Linked DNA regions of Mus musculus: region 1 is linked to region 2. Evidence: chromatin contacts called from public promoter capture Hi-C data. All regions are on one chromosome and are shown on one strand. The core of a region is the stretch at or near the end of the contact, and the rest is flanking DNA. Distances in the headings are between cores, read along the strand shown. Region 1 holds the start of C1qbp (complement component 1, q subcomponent binding protein). Region 2 holds the start of Arhgef15 (Rho guanine nucleotide exchange factor (GEF) 15).

Region 1 (3,879 bases), core at 1,003-3,502, 2.0 Mb before region 2:
ACCTTCTGAAAGGCTCTCCGGAATGTGCTTTCTTTTTCAGTGTATTTTTTGTATTTATGCAAGGTTTATTTAGCCTTGCTTGGTAAGAGGAACTTTTGTATTTTGAAAAGAACATTCATCGTGCTAGTTAAAGAAAACAAGGAGGCAATATATTCCCCAGCAATTAACAGTTTCTGTTCCACTGTAAACTAACAGTAAACTATCGAGGTCTTTTCTGGGTCATGGGAACAGTAGCTTGCAGTGACTGGCTCCAGGGTGAGGCCTAGGACCTTACCCTGGAGGGACTGCTGCAGAGGACTGGGACCTCCCAGAAAAGGGAGTGATGGATACAGTTTCTAAGGACCCAATGTTTCTGTATAGAAATATGTTTATCATTCTAACATTGTGGGGGGATTTTAATAGAATATTTAGTTTTTTATTAAGCTTTTTTAAAAATTACTATTCAACACAGCTGCTCAGGGATTACATGAGGTGGGAGCCCCATTCTGACTCCACAGATCACTACGAAGAAATTAATGCTTATCTTCAGCCAAAGGGACAGCTCTCTTCAAGCTTTCTTAAGAAAGTGAAATGTTTTGTGGTTTTGCTGCAGTACAACCTGAGCTACTTTTCAAGTTGGCAAACTCTCCAACCTGAAGACTCCAGCCTGGACAGAATAGCCTCCAACAGACAGATGAACTTCCACAACAGCCCTGCGTGCTGCAGGGGTTTATCTTCTTGGTAACCGTGGCCTGCGACACCCGGGGCACCAGTTCCATTACCAGGATCCCTGTGAGAACATTTGCATCTCTTATAACAGGATTCCAAAACAGCAAAGTATTTACTGTGGCACAAATCCTTGTGCTCCAGCTACCAGGGTCTGTTTGGAACTGTGGCCGCGCATCTAAGATGCCATTCCTTGAGCACATAAACTAGACTATACCGGTGGGGAAACAATTCTCTATAGACTGCTGTAGTGTAGAAAACTGACAAGCGGATTTGGACATGTGCTCTGTTCTCTCTGGTCTCAAACATAAAAGAACAGTTCTAGTATATAATGCTCGAAATTTGCTTTTGACTATCAAATCCATAAAAACTGAATCTTGTATAATGATCTGTGTGGCCTCTTTTGTTGGGCCTCCTTTCCCTTATTTAAAGAATGCTGTTTAGAATATTAAACATTATTCTTACTGCCATTCATTCGATAAGTCTTGGTATCCAGCATTTACTTTTGTTTTTTTTTTTTTTTGAGAAGTCTTTTTCATGTGACCCTGACTGTTCTGGAACCTGCTGTGTAGACCAGGCAGGTCTCAAACTCAGTTGTTTGCCTACCTCCCTGATGCTGGGACTATAATGCATGAGCAGGGCTTTTGTTGTTTGTTTTGGGGTGTGTGTGAGTGATTTGGTTGGTTTTTGTTTTGTTTTGTTTTGTTTGGGGAGGGGAGTGGTTTTGTTGATTGGTTGATTGATTGATTTTTTTTTAAATACCTTTGAGTGTTTTGGTATCTGCTGCCCTGGAACTGAAGTTAGATAGTTGTGAGCAGGCATGTGGATGCTGGAACTAGAACTCTAGTCTTCTGCAAGAGCAACAATGCTCTTAATCACTGAGCCATATCTCCAGCCTCTTATCCTTGATTCTTTTTTTTTAATAGATATTTCAAATGCTATCCCCTTTCCTAGTTTCCTCTCCAAAAATCCCCTAAACCCTCCTCCTCCCCCTGCTCCCCAACCCACCCACTCCCGATTCCTGGCCCTGGCATTCCCCTGTACTGGGGCATATAATCTTCGCAAGACCAAGGGCCTCGCCTATGATGTAAGCCATATATTCCTGCTCCCAGGAAACCGATGGTCCATTAAAACTGGCCCATGAATTGTTAGGGCGTGCAAAGGTTTCCAACATAAATCCTTCATCCTGTTCTTGGGATTCTGGATCTAATGTCTAATGAGGCCAGGATGTCCACTCCACAGCAACTGCGTGCAGGTCAGCCTGGGCTTTCCAGAATTAGTCGGTTTCAGAAGATCGTTAAGTGATCTTTGAATATACGGTTTTGCGCGAGTTGGGGTGAACCTGAACGCATTCCGCGGTAACAAAGCTTGGTGTGGATTGAGAAAAGCAGGTGAATTGGGGAGAGTGGGCAGCAAGGGAGACATGGTGGTCAAGGTAGCTGAGTCAAGGCCTCCCCGACTGCACTGGCGGCTCCCAGCAGAGGGCGCGGTCCGGCCCGGATGACTGCAGTCCTCTGGGGTGGAAAGCGCTTCCCCGGGCGAGGGCGGGGCTTCCGGCAGCGCGCGAGGTCACACGGTGCCTTGGCCCGGTCGTCCTTCCCTCTGCACGTGTCCGCCCCGCGATGCTCCCTCTGCTGCGTTGCGTGCCCCGCGCCCTCGGCGCCGCCGCCTCCGGCCTCCGAACCGCCATCCCGGCCCAGCCGCTTCGGCATCTCCTGCAGCCCGCGCCCCGGCCATGCCTCCGGCCCTTCGGTTTGCTCAGCGTACGGGCCGGCTCGGCTCGGCGCTCTGGCCTCCTGCAGCCCCCGGTTCCCTGCGCGTGCGGCTGTGGCGCTCTGCACACGGAAGGTAAGGTTCACGCACCCTAGTCGGAGTGCGGCCACCCAGCTTGGAACAGACCCTCGTGATCGAAAGCTTCCCCCCCCTTCTCGCGTCTTGGAAATGTGGCTTAGCAAAGTCCGTAGGGTCGTGGTTTCAAAGTGTGGTTGTTGGTTATGTCTTTTGGAACCAGAAAGAGGATAATTGGGAATTCTTTTGTTTAATATGGGAAGTAATAGTAGTGAGTCCATGATAAGAAATAACCATCTCATGATAAATATCAGTTCAGCTCAGTAAGTATATCCTGCTCTTTTTATAGAGTGAGAAACGGACGTTTTAAGGAGTGATTTGGGCTAGTGTCGTAAGAATGGATACAGTCCGGTCTATCGGTAACCGGCTTTTCTCCCTTTGGGTCATCTTGGCTTTTCTTTTAGGAGACAAGGCCTTCGTTGAATTCTTGACTGATGAAATTAAGGAAGAAAAGAAGATCCAGAAACACAAGTCCCTTCCCAAGATGTCTGGAGATTGGGAGCTGGAGGTGAACGGCACGGAGGCTAAATTATTGCGCAAAGTTGCCGGAGAAAAGTAAGTGGCCCAGGGCTTGTATTCTGGGTTCTCAAGTCGGGAATCCCTGACTACAGCACCCTGTCCTGGCCATCCCCAGGAGAGCCTCAGCTTAGGCCCAGTACTTTGATAAAATGGCTTTTCTTTTTTGGGTTTGTTTGTTTTTTTTTTTTTTCCGAGGAAGGGTTTCTCTGTGTAGCCCTGGCTATCTTGGAACTCACTCTGTAGACCAGGCTGGCCTCGAACTCAGAAATCCGCCTGCCTCTGCCTCCCGAGTGCTGGGATTAAAGGTGTGCGCCACCACAGCTGGCCAATAAAATGGCTTTTAAGAAAGCATTTACTTGGAAAAGTTCTTAGGTTCCAGGGAGTGCATTCTCTGAATGAATACAGACTTCTGGGCTTGGTTATTAAGGAGGCCTGAAGCAGCTCCAGGGTGTGTAGAGGGGAGTCTGGGAGCCACAAGCGCAGTCACTGGCTTACTAATGAGGGATGCTGTGCCCAGTCTGGACCTAAGGGCTGGGACTTTTTTTTTTTTTAATGTTTAATAGTACTGATAAATTCATTTGTTTAGAACTCCCATCTGGCTTGTGTTTGTAGTAGTTAAAAATGCAAGGTATGTAACTTTTAAGGAAGAAGTTAGAGTGTAGAAAGGCCATCAGACAAAGGTAGAAGGTTCTTAGCCAAGCTTAGCTCTCGCTTTCCTAAACCGATCATTTCTGAGACAGGGTCTCTGTGTTGCTGCTGTAGAGCACAGACCAGCCTCTGACTCTTGGTCCTTCAGACACCTGTGTG
Region 2 (3,807 bases), core at 716-3,215:
GCCACCATGCCTGGCACCTGATTTTATTTTATTTATTTATTTATTTATTTATTTATTTTGGTTTTCCGAGACAGGGTTTCTCTGTGTAGCCCTGGCTATCCTGGAACTCACTTTGTAGACCAGGCTGACCTCGAACTCAGAAATCTGCCTGCCTCTGCCTCCCGAGTGCTGGGATTAAAGGCATATGTCACCACGCCCGGCTTCTGATTTTATTTCTAACAATATAAAATTATTTGGGTGTATGCATATGTGCGTGCTTGCTCTCTATGGCTATGTGCATGTGAGCACTGAGGCTCATGGAAGCCAGGGGTGTTCGATTCCCCAGGAGCTGGAGAGACAGGCAGTGGTAAGCCACCCAATGTGGGTGCTGAGAACTGAACTTGAGTCCTCTGGAATAGCAGCAGTGCTTTCATCTGCTGAGCCATCTCTCAGTCCTTCCTTCCTTCCTCTTGATTATCTCCAGTTATGTGCCTCTGTGTGTGTGTGTATGTGTGCTATGCATGTTGGTGCCCTTGGAGGCTAGAAAAGGCTGTCTGTGGGAAGTCTGTTTGGATGTGTTCCTAAATGTTGAGCCTTCTCTGTAGCCCCCTTAGTTTCCTTTCTTTCACTCTGCAGCACTCAGATGGAACTCGGAGCCTCATAAACCACTTTAATGGGCTACTGCTAGCTCACACCTCCAGCCTGGATTTCCTTTCCTTTCCATTTTTTTCTTTTTTTCTTCTTTCTTTCTTTCTTTTTTTTTTTTTTTTTTTTTTTTTTTTTGAGACAAGACCTGACCAGGTAGCCCAGTGGATTGAAATTTTAGAGTAGCCAGAACAGACCTCTTTGAGAGGGTTCCTTCCAGCTGCCCAGAGAACATGAAGAAATGCTTCAGGGAGATTTCTGGGAAGATTTTCAGGCATTAGGAGAACTCCAAAAATCCTAAGGTAGGAATAGGCCTGAAGGGAGAAGCTGGGAAATAGGGCAGATTGTGTGGTCCCTTAGAAAGACTAGGTTTTTTGGCTTTCTGCAAGAAGGGGTTTAAACCATCTTTCAATACAAGCTTACCTGATTTTTCTTCCCAGTGTCTTGATGTGTGCCCACGGAGTAACATCTGACAGGAACTTGCCCCTGCAACCCCCACCAGTCTCCCTCCCTCCTTTCTCCCCCAGCATTGACTTCCAGGACATTCGCTGTGGGAGCTTCCCAGTGCAACACTGAGAGCTGGGGCCTCCCGAGGAACTGGGAACACAGAATAGTGAGCAGCAAGTCACTCTACAGATCCAGGGGATCCCCTTCCCCACCACCCTCAACACTCACAACCCTGGTCTGACACAATGGCTGGGTGGGGCCAAGGCACTGGCTTCCTCTGCGGAGATGGAAATCTGGGCCTTCAGTTCCCGCCTCAGAGACGCAGGAACAGTTATCTGGAGAGTTTGGGCGGCATTTGGTGCTCCGAAGGGACAGGGGAAAGATTTGCTGAAAACAAAAAAACGACCTCAAACCATAGAGGTAAATTCCTGGTGGGGTGGGGTGGGGCCTCTGCAGATGTGGGGGAGGGTGGAGAAGAGAGGATCCCTCAGTGCAAAGTGTGGTTGGCTCACACCAAGGTTGGAAGATGGGGACGTAGACAGTTGTGCAAGCCAGACATCCCTTAGCTAAGAGGGAGGCATGAAGATGGTCATGCCGTTCTGCCAGCCCAGCTTGCCCAGGGCTGCCCACCCTCATTTGAACACCCTCCCACACACACACCCGCACCGTCACACACACACACCCCTCCCGCCACGCAGCAGTACAGGTGAGGGTGCATCGGAAACTAGCCTCCTCTGCATACCTGCGTGCCAGTCTTCTCTAACCTCCAACATCTTGGATGCCGGATTCCTCACATCCTCTAGGCCCGGTGTGCGCATGTGGAGCCTGGTGTGGCTGGGGGTGGTGGTGTCCGGTTGGGAGGAGGATCGGATTCCTGTTTCCTGCCCCTACTCACTCAGCTCTCGGAGGTGACTGGGAGTGGAGGGAACTGGAGGGTAAGTGCTTGGGGTCCCCCGACTCTCTGGGCTCATTCTGGAGTGGGTAAGGAAGTAACATGCGGTACCCGGTATGGGGAAGGGTGGGTTCCCTGAAGGTGCAGAGACTGGGGAACAGGAGGCCAAGCTTGGGTAACCACACTGACTGGTTGGTTTATTGGCACCATGCAGGGGCCACTGAGTGAGCTGCAATCTAAGGGGTTCCTGATAGCCATCTTTTCTCAACTTAACCTGGGACTGGAAGGCTATGATTTCTGACTGCCATAGGGAATTTAGAGGCTCTCTTGTGTCCCAGCTCTTCTCCCCATCCTCCTGATCCTCAAGAGGTAGAGTAGCACAGGTCCCACCGTCCCTGGGCTGCTGGTTCTGTGCCTCAGCCTGAACTTGTAGCCACCTCCCTGGCATTAGACAGGACCCAGAGTCAAACTGGAGCCTCTTTCTATGACCAGACCCAGGTGTGGCAGGAATAAGAGGATGGGAAGCAGAAGAGACCAGGCTGGGGCCTCCTGGTCTCCTGGGGTCAGAGGCTCCAGGAATCTTCAGGGCAGGAAAAGGAGACTAAAAATAATCCGGAAAGGGAGAGTCCGGAGAGAGGAACTGGGAAATGGGAGGGGGGAGGAGAGGCAGCCAGAGTAGGGAAACAGTGATGCATCCCTCAGCTCCTGCACCACACACACACACACACACACACACACACACACACACTCACTCACTCACACACACACTCACACATACACACACTCACAATACACACTCACACACACATATACTCACACACACATACATACCACACACACACTCACACCACACACTCACACACACATACACACCACACACTCTCACACACACACTCACACATACACCACACGCACACACACAAACACACACACTCACATATACACACACTCACACATACACACCACACAACACTGTCACACACACACTCACACATACACCACACACTCACACACACCACACACCACACAAACACACACACATACACACCACACACACACACTCACACATACACACCACACACACACTCTCTCTCACACACACATACACACCACACACACTCTCTCTCTCTCACACACATACACACCACACACACCACACACACTCTCTCACACACACACCGCACACACCACACACACACACACACAGTGCTCGAACCACATATTTCTTGATGTGTCTGTGACCAGCCACGACTGACTCCACTCTTCCACAACACAGCTTCCCAGGGCACACTCAACTCTCACTCATCCAGCCCTGGTTAACAGCGCACACCCGCTTACATAAACTCCTACACACAGCAACTACACCAGCAAGGTGATTTCTCCTCATTGAATCTTGCTACCCCTGCCTCCCCATCCTCCCCAACGGCCTGTCCCTACCTCCCCCCCCCCCCCCCCCCCCGTCCTCTTGGCTTGACTGTGGCAGCAAAAATCCTAGAGAAGCTGGACATTGTGATACAGCTCCAGAGGACGGAGGCAGGAGGAACAGAAGTTTTGAGGCCAGTCCGGGATGCTGAATGAGAGATGCTGTCTTTAAAAAGGAAAAGCTGCCCAGGAAGGTCCAGGGGCAGAATGAGGAGGGGTGAGGGGTGAAGAGAGAAGACAGTAGAGATGAGAAGGGAGGGAAATGTATCAGCCTTCTCTCCTGACTTAAAAACAAAAACAAAACAAACAAAACAAAAAAACGTGGCTTCAGACAGCCTCAGTCTCTCCACCCAGGGGACAATAAGGGGCACTTTCTCTTTCCACCCTCCTCAGGGGATGACTTCCGCAGAACACCCCACTCC

The links. Promoter capture Hi-C pulls out the DNA fragments that hold promoters and counts their contacts.
Region 1: a contact with region 2 is called in a promoter capture Hi-C map of liver, with 3 times the contacts expected there. The contact joins the promoter of C1qbp here to the promoter of Arhgef15 in region 2. A contact is called at or near these places in 3 of 39 promoter capture datasets (liver and pre-B cells) and 1 of 9 other capture datasets (liver).

The regions. Positions count from the first base shown.
Region 1 is chr11:70,981,399-70,985,277 of GRCm38.p6, reverse strand. C1qbp (complement component 1, q subcomponent binding protein) reads left to right here and starts at 2,252. Exons shown (of 6, transcript NM_007573.2): 1 at 2,252-2,553; 2 at 2,958-3,108. The coding sequence starts at 2,328. Dhx33 (DEAH (Asp-Glu-Ala-His) box polypeptide 33) reads left to right here. Exons shown (of 12, transcript NM_178367.4): 12 at 1-1,187.
Region 2 is chr11:68,955,045-68,958,851 of GRCm38.p6, reverse strand. It overlaps Arhgef15 (Rho guanine nucleotide exchange factor (GEF) 15), which reads left to right and starts at 1,965. Exons shown (of 16, transcript NM_177566.4): 1 at 1,965-2,006; 2 at 3,779-3,807. Gm32273 (predicted gene, 32273) reads right to left here and starts at 1,865. Exons shown (of 3, transcript NR_168013.1): 1 at 1,814-1,865; 2 at 1,048-1,458.